Regions from separate parts of the Mus musculus genome. Here region 1 is linked to region 2. The links are chromatin contacts, called in public Hi-C maps. All regions are on one chromosome and are shown on one strand. The core of a region is the stretch at or near the end of the contact, and the rest is flanking DNA. Distances in the headings are between cores, read along the strand shown.

Evidence for each region. A called contact is a pair of places that touch in the nucleus more often than the background predicts.
Region 1: a Hi-C map of uterus shows a contact between it and region 2, with 4 times the contacts expected there. The contact joins two enhancer-like sites. A contact is called at or near these places in 2 of 484 Hi-C or Micro-C datasets (both in uterus) and 2 of 115 datasets of contacts at active chromatin or transcription factors (bone marrow-derived macrophages and neural progenitor cells).

Annotation. Positions count from the first base shown.
Region 1 is chr3:50,607,120-50,614,294 of GRCm38.p6, reverse strand. No RefSeq gene overlaps it. Among named protein-coding and RNA genes, the nearest start is that of Gm6209, 24 kb to the right of the region's middle. Within about 2 kb of position 4,729, at least 22 of the 459 cell types and tissues checked have an H3K27ac peak or open chromatin away from gene starts, as enhancers often do. A contact at or near this core is called in bone marrow-derived macrophages and uterus, where this site is marked.
Region 2 is chr3:50,380,239-50,387,074 of GRCm38.p6, reverse strand. It overlaps Slc7a11 (solute carrier family 7 (cationic amino acid transporter, y+ system), member 11), which reads left to right. Exons shown (of 12, transcript NM_011990.2): 7 at 2,908-3,031; 8 at 5,097-5,200; 9 at 6,007-6,103. Among named protein-coding and RNA genes, the nearest start is that of Slc7a11, 60 kb to the left of the region's middle. Within about 2 kb of position 5,379, at least 72 of the 459 cell types and tissues checked have an H3K27ac peak or open chromatin away from gene starts, as enhancers often do. A contact at or near this core is called in bone marrow-derived macrophages and uterus, where this site is marked.

The sequences.
Region 1 (7,175 bases), core at 3,480-5,979, 230 kb before region 2:
GTGGGCTAAAGTAGAGGTGGACAAGACTCTCTGGTCCTGAGAATGTAAGCAAATGCTTACAGAAGTCAGCAAATGTACATGAGACCACCTAGGAATTGGTACCTGTGGTATTGTATTAGAGAAATAATTTGGAAAAATGGTGAATGGAAAAACTTCAAAATATCAACTAAGGGCATTGGGAGATGGCTCAATGACAAAGTGTTTGCTGTGCAAGCATGAAGACTTGAGTTTGGATCACGAACACCCATTGAAGAAGCTAGGTACAGTGGTGAGTACCTGTAAAAATAGTGCTTGAGAAGGGATCAAAGACAGATAGCGTGGTAGCTAGCCAGTCTAGCAGAACTCATGAGCAACAGGTTCACTGAGCGATCCTGTGGTGAACAATAGAGGAAGACACCTACCATTGGCTTAAGGTCTTCACATGCATACATTGTATGCACAGGCAGTTTAGTATTTCACAAACAAACTTCTACAAAACCAAAACTTAGAAAACAAGAACCAACTTCACAATGAGTTCTGTGCTCAAATATAATTACTATCTGTCAAAACTGTACTTAACAAATGCAGCTACTGCAGCAATTTATTTTCTACAACAGTTAATAATTAAATCTCCGAACTCATTGCCTCCTGCTAATGAAGACGTAACAAACTTATTACTGTGAATTCTTGCCCATATGTGTCTATTTGTTGTTTTCTTTATATCTTTGCCATTTTCTCTGTGTTCTTAAAGGTTGAATTTAATATTCCATATGCTCCAATAATGCTTCTAGGATCCATAGTTTTTTTCTCTAGAGATTGCCGACCAATTAAAGTTTGTAATAATCGAAGCATCAACATCTCTTTATCACAGGCTGCATTTTGGATAAGATGCTTAGGTTAAGAACGGCACCTTTTTTTTTTTTTTTTTGGCCTGGGTGTGGTGCTCACCACATTGGCACAGTTTAACAACTCAACATTGCTAAGTCCTTTGAACATTTAACCTGAAGATATACTTTAAAGGAAATCCTTATGCATATACACTTGATGACGTGGGAGTCGAAAGTCTGGAAAAGATACAGCCAGACCTTTATGTAAGATACTCAGGCAAACAAGTTCAGTTGAAATGAAGCACACCATTCTAGAAATAACACAGTGTTGATACCAGTAAGTTAAACCAGATGGCATGTTTGGATAGTGTCCTATGTTGTATTAGACACTCTGTAGTCACCCTTTGAAAAGCCATTCCATCCTTAATAATAAAGTGGGAAGGAAGCTCTTTGCATTTAATCCATATTTTTCTTGATGTGTTATCAACTTGTTCCTTCTTAGACTCTCTGCCTTACAGTTGAAAATAGATGATGCTTAAAAGCACCTTTCCATAAACCTAAGGAGTCTTAGGCTTTATACTTCTTTCATTAACTTAAATAACTGATTGTTTGCAGTTTTCTGTGGACTAGTTTGCCTTAGGAATTAGCAATGTTGCATAGTGCACTGTGTGATGTCCTTTTTGCACCTTAGCATATGTAGAGGTGGCTATTTTATCTATCACCAGCTATGTTGACAACAATCTCATGTAAGGAAGGGGTGAGATTTTTCTACCCTCATTTTAAATTTTCATTTCTTCAGCAGTTGTCATTGGAAAGCTAAGGAAAACCTACAGAATAAACTAACCTGTCCTCATAGGAACTCATAGAAACTGAACAACCAACCAGAAAGCATGCCTGGGACAGACCTAAGTACCCTACACATCGATAACAGATGTAAAAAATGGTCTTTAGGTGAGAACCTAACAACTGGAGCAGATCCTGTCTCTGACTCTGTTGCCTGCTTTTGGATCCCTTTCCTCTAACTGGGCTGCTTCGTCTAGGCTCAGTAGGAGAAGGTGTGCCTAGACTTACTGCAACTTGATATGCCGAGGTGGTTGATATTCATGGGAGACCTTTCCTTCTATGGAAGAAAGGAGTGGTGTGTGGGAGTAGGGGAGGTAATAGGGAGGGCCTGGAAGGAGAGGAGAGAGAAGCTGTGATTAGATGGTAAAATAAATAAATTAATAAAAATGAAAAAAAATTTAAAAAAGAACCCAACAAATGGTGGCAATGGAAGAACAGCTGCTTCCTGCTTATAGCAGATCTGACTGAGCCGTGAAATTTATATGGACTTTAAAGGAAAAGGTTTATTGAAGAGGAAACTTCTAGTTTCTTTGGAAAGTCATGTCCAATGATGTTTGGCTGGGGCACACAGGTGAAATGATGTCTTGCTAAAGCAAACACTTGAAAGACTGTTTTCCTGAAACAGACACAGGTGAAAGGACATTTGGACATAGCTGACACATGAAAGAACCTGGGATGAAGGAGTACAAGTATGACCTCACAGACCGTGGGGGGTGAGCACCGAGCCTTGGTTTGGTTTGCTCCGCCTCATTATTCTTTGCTAATGACATACATATATTGGTTTGCCTTACACAGCATTGTTGAGCTCAACTTGTGATAGCAGTGCCATTGAAACACATACACCTCAAGTACTGCTCTCAGGGTTCCCGTGGCAGCTTGCCGCTTCTGCAACCTCACCTTAGGTGGTTGGCTTGCCTGGTGGTTTCTTCAGGATTGAACTACCTCTGCCTTGTGTCTGCTTGCTGAAAGGTCTGGACTGTAACTACCAGTTCGTGCCTGGTGTCTGCCTGCTTAGAGCAGTGGTCTGCTGTCAAAGAAGATCAAGCTTGCCTCAAAAGAACTATTGTTGAACAGGTCCACTTCCCCTGTATCCTAATAACTTTTCTCTTCCACTCCCTTTGCTGGGTAGTGGGCTAGAGGAAAGATTTAACCTTATTAAAAGTAAGTTGCAAAAAAAAATTTATGTCTACAGTTTATTTTTTGTGATTCCAAATGATGTGTATTTGTGTGTGAGATGGGGTATGTGTATATACGTGCAGGTGTCTGCAGAATCTGAATGCTTTTGATCCCCTGTAACTGGGGGTGGGTAGTTGTGAGGTACCTGATGTGGGTGAACTCTGGACCATTGCAAACTCTGTAAGTACTCGTAAATGCTATGCCATCTCTCTAGCTCTTGTGTGTCCATTTTCGCAACCACCCTGTCAATTGAAGTAGCCATTAGCTGAAGCGAATGGCCTCATGAATGTGACAATTTAAACTTAAGTTAGTCCAAATTAAATAGGAAAAATTTGTTTCCCTAGTCAGAGCAGCCATGCCATTACGCACTCAGTGCCTACATGAATCTAATGGCCACTGCAATGGCTGTGTAGTTATTGAGTGCTTTCCACAATGCAGGAGTTAAGAGGACTTATTCTGGAGTGCTGAAGAACCTGTTATCCTATTTACACTCTCATCATTACCCAGGAAAAAACTGGTGATTCTTTTCTCAGGCAGTTGAATGTCTGGTAAAGGTTGATCAATGGCTGAAATTCAAATCAAAAATTGATTCACAGGTGCTAAGTTATATGACAAGAGGGCCACAGCGTTCTAGTCTGTGGTTGCACAGTAGAGTTGCTGTAGATAATGGTAATGTACTATGCCTTTCAAGAGGTTAGAAGGGGCTTGAATGCTTTCACAGTAAATAGTGTGCAATGAGTACCCTGATTTAAATGGCGTAATACAGATAGTCACTGCAGTATCGCCTCCAGATCTCTGCTCAAAATTTCTAGAAGTTTTCCTTCCTTCCTTCCTTCCTTCCTTCCTTCCTTCCTTCCTTCCTTCCTTCCTTCCTTCCTTCCTTCCTTCCTTCCTTCCTTCCTTAGGCTGGCAAATCCATACATATTACGGGTCCTCCTAATTTTTTTAAAAAATTATTCTCTGCAAAAAGTCTTCTTCAGCTCCTTAGATAATGAGAAAACTGCTGATGCCTAGCTAGAACCTATGCCATTGCCTCTGGGAATCCAGTGGGGTTCAAAGATGAAGTGACCTGGGCAACAGCTTTCTGCATTACATTATCACCTGTCACTACCTCTTACATTCTTGGTAAGAACAAGGTGGCCCTCACCACTCAGGGCAGGACCTTGAGTACCAGCCAGGTGCTCAGCAGCTTGCTTGACCTCATTAAAATTGAGCGATCAAGTTAATGTTTGGGTTTGAGGCCAACTCTCTTAAAGCTGTTTAAAGTTTCGAAGAATGTTATCAGACAGGAGATTTGGCTTCTGATCTTTTCTTTGTCTTTTCTAGAACAACTTGAATGGAAACAGACTAAGTGGGAATTAGATCTATAGACTGGACTAAAGGCAAAATTTATGTGCTAGAGAAAATTACATTCGGTACTTGGCTAGTTACCTTATCTTTATTTTTAGTTCTGCAAATCTAGAAAATAGAAAAATTAATCATTATGGTTAAATGAAAACTTGGAAGCTACAAAATTGACGTGAGCACTGGCCAGGAGAGCAAATCATGATGGCGCGTGTTTGTTTTCAAGAAGTAGAGATGGGCTCCTGACAACTTCTACTCAGCACTGTGCTGGCTCACAGCCTGACCTGTGTTTTCATGTCTGCCCTGCTGAAGGTCAAAAACTGAATTTAGATGACAGAGAAAGTATAGTACAAGGGAACCGGTGCAGTTCCTAGCGGCTTTGTCAAGATCATGTGGGACTGGTAACTGATCAGATTTCTGAAGGCTGCGGATTTTCCTGAACATAAATCAAATCTCCGCCTATGAAGCATAACGCCTTTCCCTTTCAGTTTAATTATTTACTGCCGAAGGACATGCTTCTGCTCTTGTATAGGCTCCAGTGAACTTCCCCGCACAGTGGTCCTGTCAGGCTGGTGCAAATGCCTTCACTAATTGGTGTCCTGCCCTGTTGTCCTCATGCTGAGTTCAGCATGAAGCCAGTCGCTCTCAAAGAACAGGCTCAGTGTGATGAAAGTAGCCCTGCAGACCACAGATGTGTGGTGCCTGAGAGTGTTTGTTCAGTCAACATGGACACTTTTCAAACACAAATAATACAGGTGGCCAGAGCTGATTGTTACTGTTAACTCTCATGGTCAGAAGACTCCCTGAACTTGTGGGCATTCAGATACCCATTAGAGATTGATGACTCTGGTGTTAATCGCCCTAAAAAGTATTCTTGGCCACCGAGAACCCAGAAGACTAAGGATGAATCCTCACTATTGTATGCCTATAATTTTATTGAGGTTACAAAGGAGACTTCTGGGCAATAGCATTGGCCATTTTGTCATGTAGCTGTATTTGAATTCCCTTGTGTACAAATTTATCTTTAGTGTCTATAAGTTGGTTAATGTTCTCCTTCAATCTGAAAGTATGAACGTATATGACATAAGAGGGATGCAGAATAGAAGTGAGGACTATAGAGCAGATCATGACTTAAGCTTTGAAAATTATTCTTTACAGAAATTGAAAATAGGAACGAATGAATGAGGCAGGCATCTTTCACCTCAACCTGACAAAATCATCATGCTATCGTTATACACTCAGAATCTAACCATTCTGAATATGTTACAATTTCCACACGCCCTTACCTTCATTGCACGAGCAGAACTTGGCAACTTCTCAGTGAAGTAAATACAGCAGCTATCATAATGCAGAATTTCAGATGCTCAAGTTGGAGATTGCCCACTTCTTTGATCGCAAGCATAGTTCTCCACAATTCACAATGAAAGCCCAACTTCCGTGCTTTGGTGACGATAGTCAATCTTTTAAATATTTTCACATATGAAATATATAGACTCTTACCCAGGCACAGTGACATATCCCTGTAATCCGGCTCTTGGGAATCAGAGCTGAAGGACTGTCTTAAGGTCGAGGCTTGGTTAGTATAGCAAGTCAGGCCTATGCAATAAACCCCTGTCTCAAAAAACCAAACCAAACCAAACCAAAGCCTATAACCCTGTACTGCGTAGCATGTACACTGGCTTAGTTGGCCAAAGATTGGTTGATTTTCAATGTTCTGGTCCTACTTCTCTGAAATGAAATTATAAAATTGTGTTTTCCTATGTTTCAAAGATATATAGGTAGGTATTTTCAGTATTTGTAGAGATGGGGGTGGAGTAATCTGGCCTGCTCATAGCTGTGCCGGCAGGCAGCTGATGGTATCAGGTGAGTAAAGGGGAAAGGAGTAAAGCTGCTGGTGAAACCCAGCTTCTTAAAGCTGAAAGAAGCAGACTCAGACATAAAAGGAATGCATACTGAGATTAGCCTTGCAGACCCTTACAAAGAGTGGCTCTGCTACTTTGCCTCCTCCTCTCCTTCTTCCTTCCTCTCCTCCTTCTCTCTCTCCTCTCCTCCTCCTCTTCTGAGAAAAAAACAAACGCTGGACAATTCTGGCAACTTTATTTGCAGTGTGACTGTTCTGCCTAAGCAATAAAGAGGAAGAGGTCAGGGTGCAGAGTTTGTCATGGCTCCTTGAGACATCCTGACCTTGTGTTTCAGAAACAGTCATGCATCTTCCCACGCCATACCAACAAGTCACAAGGGGAACCACAAAAACGCTCTTTCCCAAGTTCAAGAATAGCCACGGGCTCCCCTGTTAAGTGATGTTTTTCTTTCTGGCAGTGAATTTTCCGTGGGGCCAAAATTTCCTCTAAGCAAGAGGCAAACGTTTACGTGAATTTCATCAGGATTCAACAAAATTATTACATGTAGCTTTGGATGTACTAAGGTAGACTTTTTTTTTTTTTTTTAGATTTAAATTGCTTATAGTCATATGACTGTTTTAGTGAGTCAACACCTTGACAAATAATATTTTGCTTGCAACTTCTCTGCTTACAAAAGACATCTTCAGGGGACCTGGTCTGGCTGTTTTGAATGGCATTAACCTCAAAGGGCATTCTACAGATTCTCTCATTTCTGCCCTGAGTCTCCCTTTAGTAGTTGGGCCAAATCCTCTTTATCTTGGGACACAGGGAAAAGACTTTTATTCTTGTTTTCAAAAATCTTGCTGATTTGCTGAACAAACCTCCAGCTTGATCTTTTTCCTTTTGTAAGTTACATAAGTCATGCTGTGTGAACTAACATCTTGTCACTCATTGTCCTAAAGCAAGCCAAACTGGTGAGAAACCACCTACTGCTGAACTTCAAGCCCGTGCCAAAAAGGCAAGAGCTGCATGCTGTTCTGTTGTGTCCTTGAGTGATCAAACAGTTCTGAGAGCAAACAGGAGCTTCAGCAGCAGGATTCACAGGGTTTCAGGAGCCAAGCAGAGGGCAGAGAAGCCAGGGAGGGCTTTTCTTAAGGTAAGGGGA
Region 2 (6,836 bases), core at 4,130-6,629:
AATTCAGTGAACTGGCTAAGAATGGGCAAGCCTCAGTCTTCCTTCTTACCCCTCTGCTTTGTCATGCGTCCCAGAGACATAGAATTCATCTTTAATTGTTCCACTGCCTTGTATTTCATTGTCTTGGTGACTTTTTTTTTCTTTTGATTTAAATTTAGCACATATCAATTACGGCTAGCAAGGTCTGTTCTAGTGCTCACAGGGAAATTCCACAGGACCCTCTTCACACTGGGGATAGAGAACATCTGCTGCTTTCATGTTCTGATGCCAGGATTTAGAGGTCAAGGCTGAAGGCTTTGGGGATCAGGGCAAGTGTCAGGCTGCAAGCAGCATAATGAATGGCAGTTGCTGACTGCCTGGTTTAGCCTGTTCTCAGCAGGGGATATTGCTATTCAGTATAATGAGCTGGAACTTAGTGTGTTAAACACATCTAGCTTGGCAAGGGAGGTTGGCCATGACTTTCCCCTCCTGGTTCTGTACTGCATTTTCATCTTGGAAGAAATTATATTGAGGTCTTCATTAGTGGCACCCTGCAGGGTGAAGCCTCTATGAGGGCTGATAAACAGGATGGCTTTACAAAAAAAAAAAATATATATGGCCAGCTTTAGTGAAGGGAGTTGAGGGTTTAAGTTGCCTGAACTAGAAAGGGTCTGAAGAGGCGATTATGTTAAGCAAGTAATGTGTATCTGTAACATGGAATCAAATTATGAGGGTCAGTAGCTTCCTGGCTTTCCCGCTGCATTAAATGAAGACATAAGATTGCATTTGTGCTGGGTACTTCTTGAGGCCACACAGTGTCAGCACTGTCCAGTCGTCCATACTTCACAGCATGTCACCTCTAATTTCATGGGATTATCTGCACGGCTGCTTTATTAGATGCTCGTGATCTTGAGAGTCCTTTGAACTCACAGCAGGGCCCTGCACAGTCATTATTGTGAACACTTCTCTTACATACAAAATTCTTATTGCCGTCATTTTATGAAGATGGCTACAGCCCACCCTCTTGCTTCCAAAACTCTGAACTTACTTGTTTGCACCACAATCCACCGCAGGGGAAAACCCTGAGTGTGAACAATGCTTTGGAGGACTCCCTTTATTTATTTATTTATTTGGGTATTTATTTCATGTACATTTCCAATGCTATCCCAAAAGTCCCCCACACGTTCCCCTACCCACCAACTCCCACTTCTTGGCCCTGGCGTTCCCCTGTACTGAGGCAGATAAAGTTTGCACCACCAATGGGCCTCTCTTTCCACTGATGGCCAACTACACCAACTTCTGATACATATGCAGCAAGAGACACGAGCTCTGGGGGGTACTGGGTAGTTCATATTGTTGTTCCACCTATAGGATTGCAGATCCCTTTAGCTCCTTGGGTACTTTCTCTAGCTCCTCCATTGGGGGGACCTGTGATCCATCCAATAGCTGACTGTGAACATCCACTTCTGTGTTTGCTAGGCCCCGGCATAGTCTCACACGAGACAGCTCTATCTGGGTCCTTTCAGCAAAATCTTGCTAGTGTATGCAATGGTGTCAGCGTTTGGAAGATGATTATGGGATGGATCCCCAGATATGGCAGTCTCTAGATGGTCCATCCTTTCATCACAGCTCCAAACTTTGTCTCTGTAACTCCTTCCATGGGTGCTTTGTTCCCAATTATAAGAAGGGGCAAAGTGTCCACACTTTGGTCTTCGTTCTTCTTGAGTTTCATGCGTTTAGCAAATTGTATCCTATATCTTTGGTATCCTAAGTTTCTGGGCTAATATCCACTTATCAGTGAGTACATATCATGTGAGTTCCTTTGTGATTGTGTTACCTCACTCAGGATGATGCCCTCCAGGTCCATCCATTTGCCTAGGAATTTCATAAATTCATTCTTTTTAATAGCTGATTAGTACTCTATTGTGTAAATGTACCACATTTTCCATATCCATTCCTCTGTTGAGGGGCATCTGGGTTCTTTCCAGTTTCTGGCTATTATAAGTAAGGCTGCTATGAACATAGTGGAGCATGTGCCCTTCTTACCAGTTGGAACATCTTCTGGATATATGCCCAGGAGAGGTATTGTGGGATCCTCCTGTAGTACTATGTCCAATTTTCTGAGGAACCACCAGACTGATTTCCAGAGTGGTTGTACAAGCTTGCGATCCCACCAACAATGGAGGAGTGTTTCTCTTTCTCCACATCCACGCCAGCTTCTGCTGTCACCTGAATTTTTGATCTTAGCCATTCTGACTGGTGTGAATCTCAGGGTTGTTTTGATTTGCATTTCCCTGATGATTAAGGATGTTGAACATTTCTTCAGATGCTTCTCTGCCATTCGGTATTGAAGGACTCCCTTTTAAAAAGCTGTCGGTGCGGTGGGTGGATTCATAGTGGAAAGGCGTGCGGTCCTCAGGTCAACAGCATCAGGATCACATAGGTGCCCAGAAGTGATGCTGATCCCATTAAATCAGAAACCCAGGGAGGGGCTAGGTGGCCCGTGCTTTATTTAACAAGCCTTCCAGGTGATTGTGAGGATGGTGTGGCAGTAACAGTTGTGGTGTAAAGAACGGGATAGACCAGCCAGGCGTGGTGGCGCACGCCTTTAATCCCAGCACTCAGGAGGCAGAGGCAGGCAGATTTCTGAGTTCAAGGCCAGCCTGGTCTACAAAGTGAGTTCCAGGACAGCCAGGGCTAAACCCTGTCTCGAAAAACCCAAGTGATACAGAATGCCTCCTCCCCCCTCCCCCCGGAATCTCATTAAGTTGCAAGGGTACTCTGTTCTGATAAAATGTTCCTCCATGTGCCAACAAAGCCCTCAGTTATGGCTGGTGTGGCGACATCCATCCCTGCAGCTAGTCTTCTGTATGCTTTGGTAGCAGAGAATGCGGGATGACCCACATGTGATGTCTTTGTGTCTTTCAGAACCATCCCCCTTGCAATCTGCATCTCCATGGCTATCATCACAGTGGGCTACGTACTGACAAACGTGGCCTATTTTACCACCATCAGTGCGGAGGAGCTGCTGCAGTCCAGCGCCGTGGCGGTGGTAAGTCTGCAGTCCAGCGCTATGGCGCTGCTCTGGTGGTGGTCTACATTACAGTCGTGACTCTTTGAATTCGGGTTAATGAGCTGGTACAGTTTGATCGTGGTTTCTTCCAGGAGAAAGGGTTTTGAAGTTGGTAATCTTTTCTTGGCCTGAATGATAATATTTTAAAGATTTAGAGCACACCTTACTTTAGTATGTGTCATAACATACAGCTAACCTCTGCCAAAACCTCTGTTTTCCTTGGTATTTTCTTTTAAATCCCCTAAAAAGCATTTTTATATAAAGCTGCCTAAAACTCCATCAAGGCTGTCTTACAGAGAGGGAATATCTTCCCAACATGTTTCTAAGGACAGGTGGAGTTGCTGAATGCAAATCGGTGCAAGTTTTAGTGTGCAAAGTATTACCCACTCTTCTCATTTCTGGTTAGAAACTTTTCAAATGTCCACTTGAATCCTCTCCCCAAAGTATCATTCTAGGAATTTCAGGAGGACCATGACTATTGATCTATTTGTAGCATGACCTCGGAACAGCAACGTTGGGGTGTTTATAAATTTGGGAACAGCTAGGCAATTAAATGTTAAAGAGGTGTTCCTATAATACTTGAAGATGCCAGTGTGCATTGTAACTCCTAAGAGCTACGTGCATATAATTCCAAAGCATTTCCACAAATTTATTTGACACCAGGACTATATTTGTTTCCAAAGACCATGTCATGAGACTGCTTTTTCTGAAACACATACTTGTGTTTGTTCAGATTTTTTTTTCTGATATATCTTTTTTTTATTGGTTATTTTATTTATTTACATTTCAAAAGTTGTCTCCCTTCCTGGTCTCTCTCCACAACGCCCCCATCCCATTCCCCCTCCCCTTTGTCTCTATGAGTGTGCTCTTCCACCCACACACTCACTCCCCGCTCACCCATCAGAGCAACAACTGGAGTAAAATGTTAATATGGGTTTGTTCAGAATTTTAACTCGAAAGAATTCACTCATTAACTCAAAGCCAGGAAGGGTGAAAACTTAACAACATGCAGTGACACTCCCATCCACCAAGGGGCAGTTCCTTTTCACATGGTATCACTTCCTATCAGCAACACCCACAGGGAACGGTTAACTCCTGTCCTGTGAACCAGTGTCTGAGGGCTTTGTCCACTGCAGTGCTGTCAGGCAGTGAAATGGACAAAGCTTCCGGTGTCTGGTCGGTTGCCTCACGTTTCTAGGCAAAGGGCAGCACTAATTTGTGGAAAGCATAATGGGGTCTGCTAATTGCATAACACCAGCTGCATCAAGGACAATGAAAAAAAAATCTTATATTAACAACAACAACAACAACAAACAGCATCCTTTATACAAATGTGCAAGACTACCCCCATGACAGCCTAGGAGGAAAGCTTAGAACTTTGTCTACCATTTATTTCATTTATTTATAGTTTCTGTCGCTTGTCAGGATTGGAATTTTGTTCTAGCCTTTTACAGGAAACCCTGGAAGGAAATGATGGCCTCCTAGGGTGGGGGAGGGCTGACTCCATAAACAGGTTCAGCTGGTAGGGCTTACCCGGTAAAGAACCTCCAGAGTGGCTCACTCCTGTGATGAAATGGTCAACTTGTCTATTGTTTTGATTTATCCTCCCGAACTGAGGTTGGTATGTGAAACAAGTACCCGAAACACTCGCCAGTGTGTATCTATACCTCTTCATACAAAGGTGGCTTTCTGGGATTGTGCAGAACAATTTCTGTCTCTAAATGTAGAATTTCCGAACTGAGCCCCTTCCTCTTATCGGAGGCGATAGTTGATAAAGAGTCAGTAAACGGATCGTTGCTTTGGAGGGACAGAGAAGGCGACTGCTTAGACCTTTGCCCACAGGTCTGAGACAAGGAATGCCGTGGTACCCGCTGCTGGTGATTGTCTTGTGGAGTCAGTTTGACCCTAACGAAAAAGAAGGATTATAAAACATTCACGTAGCACCAGGCTAATAGAAAGTCAAAGAGCAAGTTTGGCCTAAATTGTTTCATTTTATTCCACTTTCGGGGAAAGCATTAATTTGTTCCGTTCTTTCCTTCCTCAGACCTTCTCTGAGCGGCTGCTGGGAAAATTCTCATTAGCAGTCCCGATCTTTGTTGCCCTCTCCTGCTTCGGCTCCATGAACGGTGGTGTGTTCGCTGTCTCCAGGTGAGGGAGTTCATGTATTTTCAGAAACACATTTTTGTTTTAGAGATTGGATGTGATAAGGATAACTTTTAAAGAGAAAAGCAATAGTTCCTCCGAACCTGTTGTTTTTAAAGGGATATGCGAGTTCCTCGTAGATTCCAGTGAAGCAGGTTTCATTCTGTCCAGTAGAGGGCGCTGCGTGTCTACACATAGCCCACTCTGAGCCAGGCATGCTGCATTTTTAAAAAGAGTGAGTCTACAGGGTCTTATAACGGCCTTTATTTCTAGCGATAAAGTCTTTTGTTTTCCTGAAGGTGCCACGAAAAAGAGTAAAATTGAAAGCAGAAATCACCACTCCACCATCGGTAACCATTTTTTTTCCTTAGTTAGATGGCACAAAAAAATCTTTTTTTTTTTTTTTTTTTTTTTGGTCTATGTTACAGTTTAAATTAGAGAAATGTTAACACAACATGCATGTACATGTGTGTACCTGTGCACTGAATGAGTGCTAGCTTGGACTGACACTAGCAATCTAGCACTGAATTTGCCAGCAGCTACTCAAGTATAGGGAGAACTCCACTCAGTGCAATATTGCTATTGTTTTTCCTCGGAGTGATATAAGATATTTCCCAGACACTGTATGTCCTGAAAAGAGACTTATGATGAAATCTGCCCTTTGTTTCCAAAGCACAACTCAAATGACCAGATAAGAAATGTCAAGATGCCTAGCATGAGGAAGATTCGTCCATATTGCTTCGGGGATTTAAGAATGTTACCCATTTGAATGATTGATTCTATAGTCAACTTCACCGTTTTTCTCCCCGCAGGTTATTCTACGTCGCATCTCGAGAAGGGCACCTTCCGGAAATCCTCTCTATGATTCATGTCCACAAGCACACTCCTCTGCCAGCTGTTATTGTTTTGGTAATGCATATTAACAAGTAATGTAGATACAACCTCACAAAACGGTTAGGAAGGAGGGAATAAACCTGACATCCCGATTCACCACTCAGTTGGTGCTCCATGTATCATTTTCTGGGAGGCCAGAGATGTTGCAATGGCTTGCTTCCATGGCGTGCTTTTGATGTGTATTGGATGCCCTGGGATATGACCCACCTTAGTTCCGTTTCACCTTTGCAGAAATTTGTAAGGTGTGAAGGGAAATGAAGGCTGTGGTTTCTCTCCTTGGCCGAGAACCTCAAAGGAAAGAAAAAGAAAAACCCACAAGGTTACAATCTAAACTCCAGACTCAGAGTTCAGCTGAAAGCAGACTGTGCAAAAATTATCCATTGTCTCCTCCTGGCTCCTGCCATACAACGTAATTCAAAGCATAGATGATAAAACACCAAGCAGAGAAATGGTTCTCCAAGAGTAACTGAGACCTGTGAGAGCAAACCTTAGAAGAAAGAAAACCCCTAAATGCAAACTGTGGAATTCTCTAGGATGGGGACAATATTTGTGAAATGTGGGATACAAAAGGTGTAAGAGCCCTCAAATACCCATCAGCAATGCTATAGTCATCCCCCCCCCCTCTGATTTTAGTAACATTTTTTTTTCTTAACCAGAATCTGCTGTCAAGGGGACCCTGGATTTTTTTTTTCCTTCTCCATGCATTTAATTTCTTTCAGAATGTTTCCTTGAAATTTCTTTTGTGCAC